4 separate regions of the Mus musculus genome follow, and all the other regions are linked to region 2. Evidence: chromatin contacts called from public promoter capture Hi-C data. All regions are on one chromosome and are shown on one strand. The core of a region is the stretch at or near the end of the contact, and the rest is flanking DNA. Distances in the headings are between cores, read along the strand shown.

Evidence for each region. Promoter capture Hi-C pulls out the DNA fragments that hold promoters and counts their contacts.
Region 1: a promoter capture Hi-C map of liver shows a contact between it and region 2, with 5 times the contacts expected there. The contact joins the promoter of Trim11 here to the promoter of Srebf1 in region 2. A contact is called at or near these places in 2 of 39 promoter capture datasets (liver and pre-B cells) and 1 of 115 datasets of contacts at active chromatin or transcription factors (pancreatic cancer cells).
Region 3: a contact with region 2 is called in a promoter capture Hi-C map of pre-B cells, with 2.1 times the contacts expected there. The contact joins the promoter of Mrpl55 here to the promoter of Srebf1 in region 2. A contact is called at or near these places in 2 of 39 promoter capture datasets (liver and pre-B cells), 1 of 484 Hi-C or Micro-C datasets (CD4 T cells) and 1 of 115 datasets of contacts at active chromatin or transcription factors (pancreatic cancer cells).
Region 4: a promoter capture Hi-C map of stem cell-derived epiblast-like cells shows a contact between it and region 2, with 2.1 times the contacts expected there. The contact joins the promoter of Iba57 here to the promoter of Srebf1 in region 2.

What each region holds. Positions count from the first base shown.
Region 1 is chr11:58,976,710-58,979,434 of GRCm38.p6, reverse strand. Trim11 (tripartite motif-containing 11) reads right to left here and starts at 1,342. Exons shown (of 6, transcript NM_053168.2): 1 at 791-1,342. The coding sequence starts at 1,195.
Region 2 is chr11:60,219,285-60,221,984 of GRCm38.p6, reverse strand. It overlaps Srebf1 (sterol regulatory element binding transcription factor 1), which reads left to right and starts at 1,358. Exons shown (of 19, transcript NM_011480.4): 1 at 1,358-1,532. The coding sequence starts at 1,442.
Region 3 is chr11:59,201,069-59,203,768 of GRCm38.p6, reverse strand. It overlaps Mrpl55 (mitochondrial ribosomal protein L55), which reads right to left and starts at 1,283. Exons shown (of 4, transcript NM_001302336.2): 1 at 1,110-1,283. It overlaps 2610507I01Rik (RIKEN cDNA 2610507I01 gene), which reads left to right and starts at 1,338. Exons shown (of 3, transcript NR_037964.1): 1 at 1,338-1,645; 2 at 2,190-2,276.
Region 4 is chr11:59,162,480-59,165,179 of GRCm38.p6, reverse strand. It overlaps Iba57 (IBA57 homolog, iron-sulfur cluster assembly), which reads left to right and starts at 1,435. Exons shown (of 3, transcript NM_173785.6): 1 at 1,435-1,829. The coding sequence starts at 1,489.

The DNA.
Region 1 (2,725 bases), core at 93-2,592, 1.2 Mb after region 2:
CCTCCTATTTCACAATCATTTCCTATTTCACAAGGTCTCTTTCTGGTAACTCCACACCTTTTGGGATAAAAGGCCTAAGGGTAACTGCTTCTCTGAGCTTTTCTTTCTCTTTTCTTGTGTGAACCCCTATGCAAGAGAAACTTAGTGTTACTTAAGCTGATCTGTCTTGTCTGTTGTTCAGACAGTGAACTTAACAGGACAGAGGACAAAGGTTTTCTTTTTTGGCAATAGAGCAGCTTTAGTGTTGTCCCTTCAGGGCTTATCATGTCATTCGTGGAGAGATGTGGGTCTCTTTCAGCACCATTAAGGGGTTTGGTGGCAGGGGGGTAAACCTGCCAACCAATCATCGGTAAACCGGGTATGGACGAAACGAAATGAAAAATTACTGGGACGATCTCTGTTTATAAGCTTTTTAAGTTTATAAGTTTATAAGTTCACCTTTGTGCTAAAGTCCAAAGTAAAGGAGACTTGGTGCCTGGTTTATTCTGGTCACCCAAGTTCATGCAGTGATGGGGACACACTGGCAGAGTATCAACTCTGACACAGGCCAAACTGTTGATCTGACAGCGGGCCCCTTCACAAGCTCTCCAAGCTGAGTCTGGACTGACTACCAACACCCGGTTTTCCCCAGAATGCACGTGCATCTCATCCTGGAATAAGACAGGCTACAATCCCGACCCCGTCACAGGATCAAGTTAACTGTAACTCACACTTCCTCAACTCAGGGCAGGGCAGTAACGGGACATCCCTTCGCACCGGGCACTGGCCGGCTGCACCCAATGGAACGCACCTTGAGGTCGTCCGCCGCCTCCTGCAGCGGTCTCACCCGGTGAGTCCAGTGCTCCGAACGCTCGCAGATGGGGCACAGCAGGCTGAGGTCGTCGCCGCAGAAGGTGGTCAGCGGCTCGCGGTGCGCCGCACAGACGCCCTGCGGGACCGGAGAAGGCGGGTGCAGGCGTCGTGCCATTTCTGCCATTTTGGCGAGCGGGCGGTTGGGCCGTAGGTTCCTCTGCGCCGACAGCTCGCGACACTCGGGGCACGCGTATGGGCCCTCGGGCTGGCCCCAGCAACGTCGGATGCACTCGCGGCAGAAGTTGTGGCCGCAGTCGGTCATCACCGGGTCGGTGAAGTAATCCAGGCAGATGGCGCAGGTGGCCTCCTCCTGGAGGTTGGTGGACAAGTCTGGGGCAGCCATGGTGCTGGCGTCTGCGCCTGGATCGAGCTTTTCGTGGTGCACCGGGATCGGGCAACTCCGCCGCGAGAGCGCAGTGGGAACGGGCCAGGAGCAGGTAGCGGCACTCTCAGCCTCCTGGGTAGTGGGTACATCCGGCACTAAGCTCTCAGACTTCCGCCGGAAGAGAAACCACAGCGGAAGCAGGAAGCTAGTTTTTATTATTTTTTAGAACCCGTTTGTTCTTGGGTTGGCCGCTGTGTATCGGGGCTCGGGGTCGGAATCGAATTATAGTGCAAGAGATCGCATTTTCGCCTCTCTTGCGGTGACAAGTCTCCGCAGGTGGTGTCCCCGCACCCCAAGATCCGGATGCTGCAAACTTTGGCCATGGGTTCTGTAGCTAATCTCTTGTGCACTGTGTAAACCTTTCTCCGGTCAATACAATGGCCAGTGAGCTTAGGCAGGAAATTAGAAGGTGTGATGCCTGGAAAAGAGAGGGGCCGGGGTGGATGCCGGGATCGACACCGACGCAAGTTTGGCCCCAGAACGCTGATGGAGATAGCAGCAAAAACTGAGAACCAGGTAACCAGCCACGTGTGGCAGAACTTAGAATAACGGGATGATTATGCACGAATCAGGAAACAGTCAAAGCTTATGGTGGTGACCGTCTGCGGCCACAACTTCTGCCGCGAGTGTATCTGACGTTGCTGGGGCCAGCAACTTAGAAAAGTTGTGGACAGCGAGTGCTAAACTAGAAAGCCAGGCACGGCTTCTCTCCCGTAAGATTTCCCGTAGCGGCGGGCTGAGCGCTTGAGCGGCCGTCTATAAGCAACTGGGTAGCGAGCCGGAACGCACTCCAGCCTGCGTCTGCAGCGGCCCGGGTCTAGCACTCCCGCGGCTGCTGAGTCAGGCAGCGGCCGGCCACGAGCCTCTGGCGTGGCCCGCAGGCGAGCAGCTTCTCAGAGCTGCACGAACCAAGCGCAGTTTGCGATCCAGAGCTGGGGCACATAGGCCTGGCTTTCAGCCGGTGGCTGCAGGTAAAGACCTAAAGCCATTCTCGAGCAGCAGGTCGGAAGGGCCTGCAGAAAGATGGAAACAATGGGGGCAGCCTCCTGAACTGAGCTGAGGGGTTGAAGTTAGCCACCGTAGACACTTGCTGGTCTGTGGAGCCTGCAGACGCACTAAAGAACAAAAGGAACATTTTCCCGCAGCGGCTATGGGACTAAAAAGCCCCAAACTTCTGAACCGGTAAGGTATTAAGTTTGAAAACAATAAAAGAGGAAAGAGACTAAATATAAAACATCGTAGACAAATATAGTTTAAGTTGGTAAATCGAAGTTTTTAAGGAGATAGAGATTAAAGGGAAAATATCTTCTATGATAAAAATGGAAAGAACTCAGTGGCACAGGGCATCTAGAGTCTGTATAATTTTTGCTATAGTTATCAGCATATAAATAATTTTTTTCAGTAACGATAACAAATTTTCTATATCTTTTTAAAGAGAGATCAAAAGAAAGCAAACTTAGATAAGGAGAAGACTGGAAGATGTAGGTT
Region 2 (2,700 bases), core at 109-2,608:
TGTCTTCTGATGGTGGGACATGGCAGGGTGACCCCAAAGCAAGGGCTCCATGTGCGTTTTATAGCCCTGCCAACTCCTGTGTAATTTTCTAGCAGCTCCTCTGAGAAAGGAACAAAAATGTGTCCTGGTGAAGCCCAGGCACACCCTCCCTCCTTGCCCCAACTAACTCTATTGGTTGGGAGGTGAAAGCAGCCGAGGTATCTGCAGTCTGAGCAAGGCAGCTTCTGGGCGGCCTGGGGCCCTGACCCTCCCTGGTTGACTCGTAGGTTCTGCCGTTGCCTCCCAACTTGCATCACCTGTGGGCCAGAATGGTCTATTCAATCCACGCCGAAGAACCTCTCCTCCCTCCCTTGCTTTACCTGTTCCTAAGTCACAGGGCCCAGGGTTCACTTTTCAGTCTTTATTCAGGCACCTGGCCTGGCCCCAGGTCACATATGACCCAGTAGCTGGGCTCAGGTCCTCAGGACCTCTGTTACAGAATTCTTTCTTTTTTTTCTTTTTTCTTCTCTCTTCTCTTCTCTTCTCTTCTTTCTTTTTGGTATCTTGAGACAAGGTTTCTTTGTATTGCCCAGGCTGTCCTGAAACTCACTCTGTAGATCATGCTGGCTTCGAACTCAGAAACCTACCTGCTTCTGCCACCCAAGTGCTGGGATTAACAGAGTGTGCCACCATGCCTGGCTCACAGAATCCCTTCTTGACTTTGAGATTCACACTTTTTCTAGATCCTTTTGGAGACACAAGTCATTCTATAGGAGTAGTACGAGCCCACTGGCCCTTCAGGTCCTCTCTGCTCCAATGGTAGGACTGATAGGATTAAGACAAGATCAGAAGTTCCAGCCACCCCCTCCTCCTGCAGGTTCTGCCTGAGAACTCTTCTCCTCTGGAGGCCCACTTCTAGACTTCTAAGCTGAGAGGGTGGACAGGTCTTATGGGCCATGCTTCTCTAACCTCTCAGCTGGCTCATAGATAATTGGACCCTGGCTACAGATGAGGAAAACAGAGGCACATAGTGGAGGGGCCCCACTGCAGGCCTGTATCTGCTGTATTTTGGACCCAGGACTGTCTGGTTCTAAACAGCAAGACTAGGAAGTGAGTTTTCTGTTCTCTGCTCCCACCCTCATGCTGGGCCCCCCATCCCTGGCCCTTTAATCTAACGATGTCTGGGCTGGGTCTAGTCCTGTGGCTTCCATTCGGTCCCTCCCTTGGCCTGATACAGAAGAAGCCAAGGCCCAGTGCCTGTGCACCCGCAGGAGATTGCTAGAAACCAGGCTCGGGCAGGCAGTCTCAACCCGCTAGGCGAGCTGTCAGGATGCAGGCTGGTGGGCGGGGCTTGATGGGAAACCCCGCCCCTCCGCTCAGGTGGCTCCGCCCGCGGAACCCAGTTTCCGGGGAACTTTTCCTTAACGTGGGCCTAGTCCGAAGCCGGGTGGGCGCCGGCGCCATGGACGAGCTGGCCTTCGGTGAGGCGGCTCTGGAACAGACACTGGCCGAGATGTGCGAACTGGACACAGCGGTTTTGAACGACATCGAAGGTGCGTGTCCCGGGGCTCCGGCGCGGCCTGTGCAGGGTCGCACGTCCGGCGAGGGCGCTTGGCCGGGAACTTTGGCGCGTGCGCACTGCGCGATCTGGCGCCTGAGATCTAGGGTTGAGCTTTCCGGACCGCAGTGGGCTAGGTTTCTGGACACGCTGAGTATCCACTCAACTTCAAGCCTGGTCCTGTGTACAGTTCACAGGCCGACCCGGGGTTTCTCATTTCTTGAGTTCACCAAAATTCCCAAGAAAGTCCACGAACCGATATTTGCATTTACCTTGGCTTGCAAGCATCTGGCTACTTTGGATTGAGGTCAGGGAGGTCTCTTTGAGTGCACTAGAGCTAAGGAGCAGCCCCCTCACCGGAAAGGAAAGATACTTTTTAGGCGGAGGGGGAGGCAAAGGCCCTTTAGGCGGGACCTGAGTTTGAGGAATTGGAAATCTGATAGAAGAGAGAAGGTGCTCTCTAGAATATTTTTCAAATTTTGTGATTCTGGGGCAGTAACTCGGATTCTAGAACATATTAACAGGCTTTCTGCGCTGAGCCACACCCCAGGCCACTTAGATCCTTTAAAACATCACTTGAACTCGCTCAGTATGATTCATCTCCCATGTCAACAACAACTACCAATTGGGCGGAGGGAAGGAGTGGCGGCGGATCTGGAGAAGAAAAAAACCCCAGCAAGTCATTGTTACTATAAGATATGTATCCATGTTAGGTGGACTGTTCAACGATCTCTGGTGGCTGTTAGCAGTTTCAAAACATTATATTTCTCTTGCTCGTTTAAGGCTGCTCCACATCCTCCTCCACCCCAGATAATCATGACTGTGTGTCTACAACTACAATGGGGCCTGTGGGATTACAGTAGATTGTGCCCCCTGATGCTCTGTTGATAGACACCTAAGCTGTTTTTTATATCCAACACAGCCTTGGACTGCTGTGCCTACGTCCTCATCAGAGACCTAAATGTGCCATCAAAGCTTGGAGTTACTGCTAGTCACCTGCCGGGCAGTGGTGGCACATGCCTTTAATCCTAGCACTTAGGAGGTAGAGGCAGGTGGACCTCTGAGTTCGAGGCCAGCCAGGGCTACACAGAGAAACCCTGTCTGGGGGGGGGGGGGCGGAGAACAAAAACTGCTAGACACTTAAGAGGAATGAAAGTTTAGAG
Region 3 (2,700 bases), core at 34-2,533, 1.0 Mb after region 2:
CTGCTCTTCCAGAGGTCCTGAGTTCAATTCCCAGCAACCACATGGTGGCTCACAACCATCCGTAATGAGATCTGATGCCCTCTTCTGTGGAGTCTGAAGACAGCTACAGTGTACTTACAAATAATAAATAAATTAATTAATTAAAAAAAAACAAAACTGAAGTGAACCTAAGGGTTTACAAACACCATATAACCGTTTTTTTCACCTGTTTTGTTTAGAAAACAAAAAACCCTTATGTTCAATACAGACTCAATTTAAAAAAAGTTATCTTCAATATGTGGTTTGGATTCTTCAATAAAGAAGATTGGGTGTAGGCCAGGCATGGTGGCGCATGCCTTTAATCCCAGCACTTGGGAGGCAGAGGCAGGTGGATTTCTGAGTTCGAGGCCAGCCTGGTCTACAGAGTGAGTTCCAGGACAGCCAGAGCTATACAGAGAAACCCTGTCTTGAAAAATCAAAAAAAAAAAAAAAAAAAAAAAAGAGATTGGGTGTGTGTCACTTGCCAGTTTATCCTACTAGCCCTCTGGCCTCAGATTAGAAAGTCCTTTTGGAGGCTTTTTACAGCAGCTACCAGGGTTCTATCCTTAAAAGACTGAGGCAGTTTTCAATGGGACAGAGGCCCACCCAATTCCAGAAGTTTATGGAACCACAACCCTCTTGTGCGGGGTAAGTGTGGAGTGCTTGGTTCACTTTCTTTTTAACATCCTTTTAGTTTCCATAGCAATACTGTGAGAAGACTATTATAAACTCCGCTTACAAACGGGAAAAGAAGCTACTTTCAATGCCAGAAGTGGTCCGGCAGGTAGAAGTAGAGCGTCCCACACTCAGCAAGATAGAACCTGTGGGCGTGCGCAGAGATTAGAAAGTTCCCACCTAAGGAGGGAACCGCAGGGTAGGGTACCACTGCCTCGAAAGAGGTGATCCCGCTGGTCAATGTCCCAAGTTCGGGTCCTTATCCTCTCTAGCCACGTCGACTAGACCCGGGGTCGTCTGTGCAGACGTCCCCTCCCATTTTATCCACCCGACGCGCAAGTCGCTCTCCCATTTACCCCTCAGTGTTGGGGCCGGTTGCTGCCGGCACCCAAGAAACGCCAACCTGCAGCCGCTACCTTAGCGTGGGAGAGACCTCGTAGACCCGCCGTGCAGAACTTTACTCGATAGGTGGGAAACTGAGGCCGAGCCACGCAGGGCCACACAGGGAACCCGTCCCGTCACTGTAGATGATAATCCTTCACCATAACCCAGATGTCCTGAAGGCGCCCGCGGCGCGCGGTGATGACGCCACGGAGCGCAGGGCGGCCGTCCCCATTAAGGGCGGAGTAAGGCCAGGTGGGCGTGGTTGGAGCCAGCTCTCGTGGTGGGGTGGGGGTGGGGTTTCTGGTTAGTTGTCCAGGTTCTGGCGTCGCTGCGGGTGGCGAAACTGAAGTAGGCTAGGTCGACGGACTACCCAAGGCCAGAGAGTGTGGGCGGGAGGCCGTCGGAATTCTGTGACTTTCTGGGGTGCAGGCAGCACAACGCTGTGCAGTGCCTGGACGGAAGCCAGACAGCATTGCTATGCACCGCTGGGCGGTCCCTAAGTTTCCATGCCTGGTTGTTCTCAAGGTTTGCTCCGGATCTGATAGTCGCCCGTGACCCCTTTCCGCAGGTACATGGCTTGTCTTGGGTTCGCGGTGGAACATCCAAGTGCCAAGTTGGGTTGGCAAAACAGCTAAGGTGAAGGAGTTGGAGTCACTCGTGAGGAATATCTTTAGAGAACAGTCGGCTCTTCAGAACCAAAGAGCACAGGACTTTCAAGGACCCCACTAGTGTCTCGTGAGTGGTCCTGAAGCTCTCCGCCGTTTTGAGCTTATGGCAGCGGTTTATTGTAAGCCCTGGAGGTGCGCTGCTGTGCAAGCTGCAGGACTCTCCACAAAGTTTCTCAGGATGACTACACAAACTTACTTATGTGCTGCCTTTAGAGGACGTTGCCACATTTCGCCCCTGGCGACATTGTGGCAGATCTTTTTCCTTCCCCATTTCTGCTTTTTCCTGAGTTACTTGTCTTTTACCATCGTCCCTCTTGGGTTGCACTGATCAATTTAGTTCCCTGTCTCCTCCTAGGGCTATCCAGCATGTAGTCGGGGGTCTACAAGGGACACAAGGAGAAGTGGGTTTGTTTGTTTGTTTGTTGCTTTTTTGTTTTTTTGCAGCCTGGCAGCCAGCCTCTGGAGCTCATCTCACATAATGGCCTGCAAATGTCGTTATCAGGCACCAGAAAGCAGGGAACTCTTGCGACGGTAAGCTGGTGCCTATAGAATTTCCGAAGAGGACTCTCTAGCCACCTTACAAAGTCAGGTGATCTATCAGCCAGTGAGCTCTGGCAAAGGCTGAGGAGTGGCATTGGCATTGTCTGAAGGAAGGGCTGGTAAACTTTTCTGCTTCTCTTGTAAGCAGTCCTCTTGTTGAGTCGTCCTGTCAGGGCAGATGGCAGGGAGTCCTCTGGGTGCTGCTGAAAGTGATGTATTAGGTCAGCGAGTTCCAGCAGAGGGTACTCAGTTTGGGGGACAGGTGATGGGGGCATCACACACCTGGTGGTGGGTTTGCTTTGAGTCTATGAGGCTCTGAGACCTCAGATGTGTCTTCCTTTCTCCACTGAATCGATCACTAAGTCTTGAGACTCATTTTCACTGTTTGAGGTTCTGTCTGTTGTCCCAGTTAAGG
Region 4 (2,700 bases), core at 186-2,685, 1.1 Mb after region 2:
ACACACAAAAGGAACTCCAGTTTCCCTGGTAGCAATATGATCCAGTATGCCCCAAAGACCCAAGAACAGGGACTCAAAGAGACATCCGTGTAGTTGTTTTCATAGCAACACTTTTCCTGGCTCCAAGAATTGGAGACCTCCCAAGTACCCGTTGCCAGCTCAGCACATAGGGAAAGGTAGGCATTACCGTAATAAAAAAATTTTTTTTCGATACAGGATTTCTCTGTATAGCCCTGGCTGTCCTGGAACTCACTCTGTAGACCAGGCTGGCCTCAAACTCAGAAATCCACCTGCCTCTGTCTCCCAAGTGCTGGGATTAAAGGTGTGTGCCACCATGCCCAGCTATAAAATACAATTCTTAAAAAGGGAAGGGAATTCTGATACGTGCTATACTGAGGATGGGTGCTCCATGAAGAGAGCCAGGTGCAAGAGGACAGGCACTGGTTCTCAGAGGCTTCCAACCCACAAGGGCAGAAAGCCAACTGTGGGCACCAGCGGCTGAGTGTGTGTTCTGGGAGGAGTCAACGTTCTGGAGTTGGATGATTGGGAGATAAAAAGTTCTGGAGTTGGATGATAGTGAGGGCTGCGCAGCCGTTTGAACAATGCCGATATAAATGCACTAAAAGTGGTCTCGCTGGCTGGCTTTCATCAACTTGCCACAAGCCTAGCGATATCTGGGAAGATTCAGAAAACGCCTCCATAAGCTTGGCCTCTAAACAGGTCTTGGCTTATATCACATCAATGACTGATGTGAGAGGGCCCAGCTCACTGTGGACAGGTGCTCCTGGGTCGTATCAAAAAGCAGGCTGGACAAGCCATCAGAAGCTGGCCGGTAAGAGCCCTCTTCCAGGGCTTCTGCTTCAGTTCCTGCCCTGAGTTCTCTCTGTAAGTGGGTGTGACCTGAGAGTTTTCAAATGAAGTGAACCCCTTTTCTTCCCAAGTTGCTTTTGGTCATGTTTAGTATAGCAATAACAAAGTAACAGTGGTGAAGATAATACATTTTATACTGTTCGTATTTAACCGTGAACAAGGAAATGCCTAACTTTTTTCCTCCTTTTTTTCTGGGCAGTACTGGGGATGGGAACCATGGCTTCCTGCCTGCTAGGAAATGCTCTACCACTGAGCTATCTATCTTCAACTTTTTATTCGGAGACAGGATATTCATTTTAAGTTGCACAGGCAGGTCTTGAACACGCATCCTCCTGCCTCTGCCCCCCGAGAGGCTGGCTGGGATTGCACACCAGGACCGAGGTAAGATGGCAGATTTCATGTTTACTTATTTACCACGACCACAAGCGGTTTGACCAGGAGCCAACTAAGGAAAGGGTCACCGGGTGGCTCTAGCCTTGGTGTTTATCTGGGCTTGCGCACCCATCCACTGGCTGAGGTCCCGCCCACTTTCCCCCCCACGCACGCGCGTCGCCAGCCGCCGCCGCCGCCGCCGCCGCCCGGGGCCGCTGTGGTGCCCGCCTTCACTTAGCGCCCAAGATGGCAGCGGTGGCGCTGCTTCGGGGCGCGGCTGTGGGGCGCAGAAGCCCAGCTTGGCACTGGCGGCTGAGCGGGACCGCGAGTCACTGCCTAGCCCGTGGCTTTGGCCTTCTTGGCAGCAACCCCGCGGACGGTGTGGCCTGGACTTGCTTCCGGCTGGACGGGCGCGCCTTAGTGCGCGTGCGCGGCCCGGACGCTGCACCCTTCCTGTTGGGACTATCGACCAATGAGCTGCCGCTTTCGGGGCCTCCGACCGGCGCGGCTCAGCCCTCTGCGCGTGCGGCGTATGCCCATTTCCTGAATGTGCAGGGACGCACGCTCTATGACGTCATTCTGTATGGGTGAGCTTGGGCGGGGCAGCAGGGCGGGGCAGTAGGGTCGTTAGAGTGCTGAGGGAGCAGACCTCCAGAATCCCAGGAAGGATGTCCAGGATAAGATTTCTAGGGAATACTGGCTAGACACCCTTGGGAAGAGGCATAATTAGATTATTCTGGAAATGACTTTCTGAGGACAATCTAGACTTAGGGAAGGGGTCACCTAGAGGCGGATGTCCCATGGAAGGCATCCAGGTTGCGCTAGTTACTTGCACAGAGCGTTGTGCCTGGGACCCCAACCAGTCAAGTCAGAAGCTTCTGGAGTTATTTTCAAGATGGGTGCTTCAGCTTTGTCCCTCCCTCCTCACTTCTTAGAAAGATTTCGCTGGTTCGTGGGACTTTATTCAAAAAGCCACTCTCTGCACAGCCTCTCCACAGTGACAGATTGTCCCAGTGTTCTGAGAATCCAGTTTTTCCCTTATTTCTGGTTCCTCTTTGCAGTGCCAGCTGTTTGCCTGTATGGTCTCATTATCTATACAGCAGACCTGACTGTGACTGTAAATAGTGTTTGCTGGCCAGTCTGGGCAGGGCCTGCGTCTATAGCATTGAGTCTTCAGCTGCTCACCTTTATAGGATCTAAGTCGTGAAGTCTCAGCATTGTCTAGTAGGCATGTGAAGACCCGCCCTCCCTATCCTGTCCCTGAGCTGTCCCTTGACTCCTACCAAAGTCCAGGCCTGGCTGCCTGTCTCAGCTACCCGGTGTCTTTCCAAGTTGGTTTTTGGTGAGCCTCTTCAGTAGCCCCTAGATGCTCATTGGGAGTATATGGGGAATCCTCATATCTGGAGAACAGTTCCTGAACCCCTGAGGGTAGCTATTCCAGGATGAGAGTGGTGGATG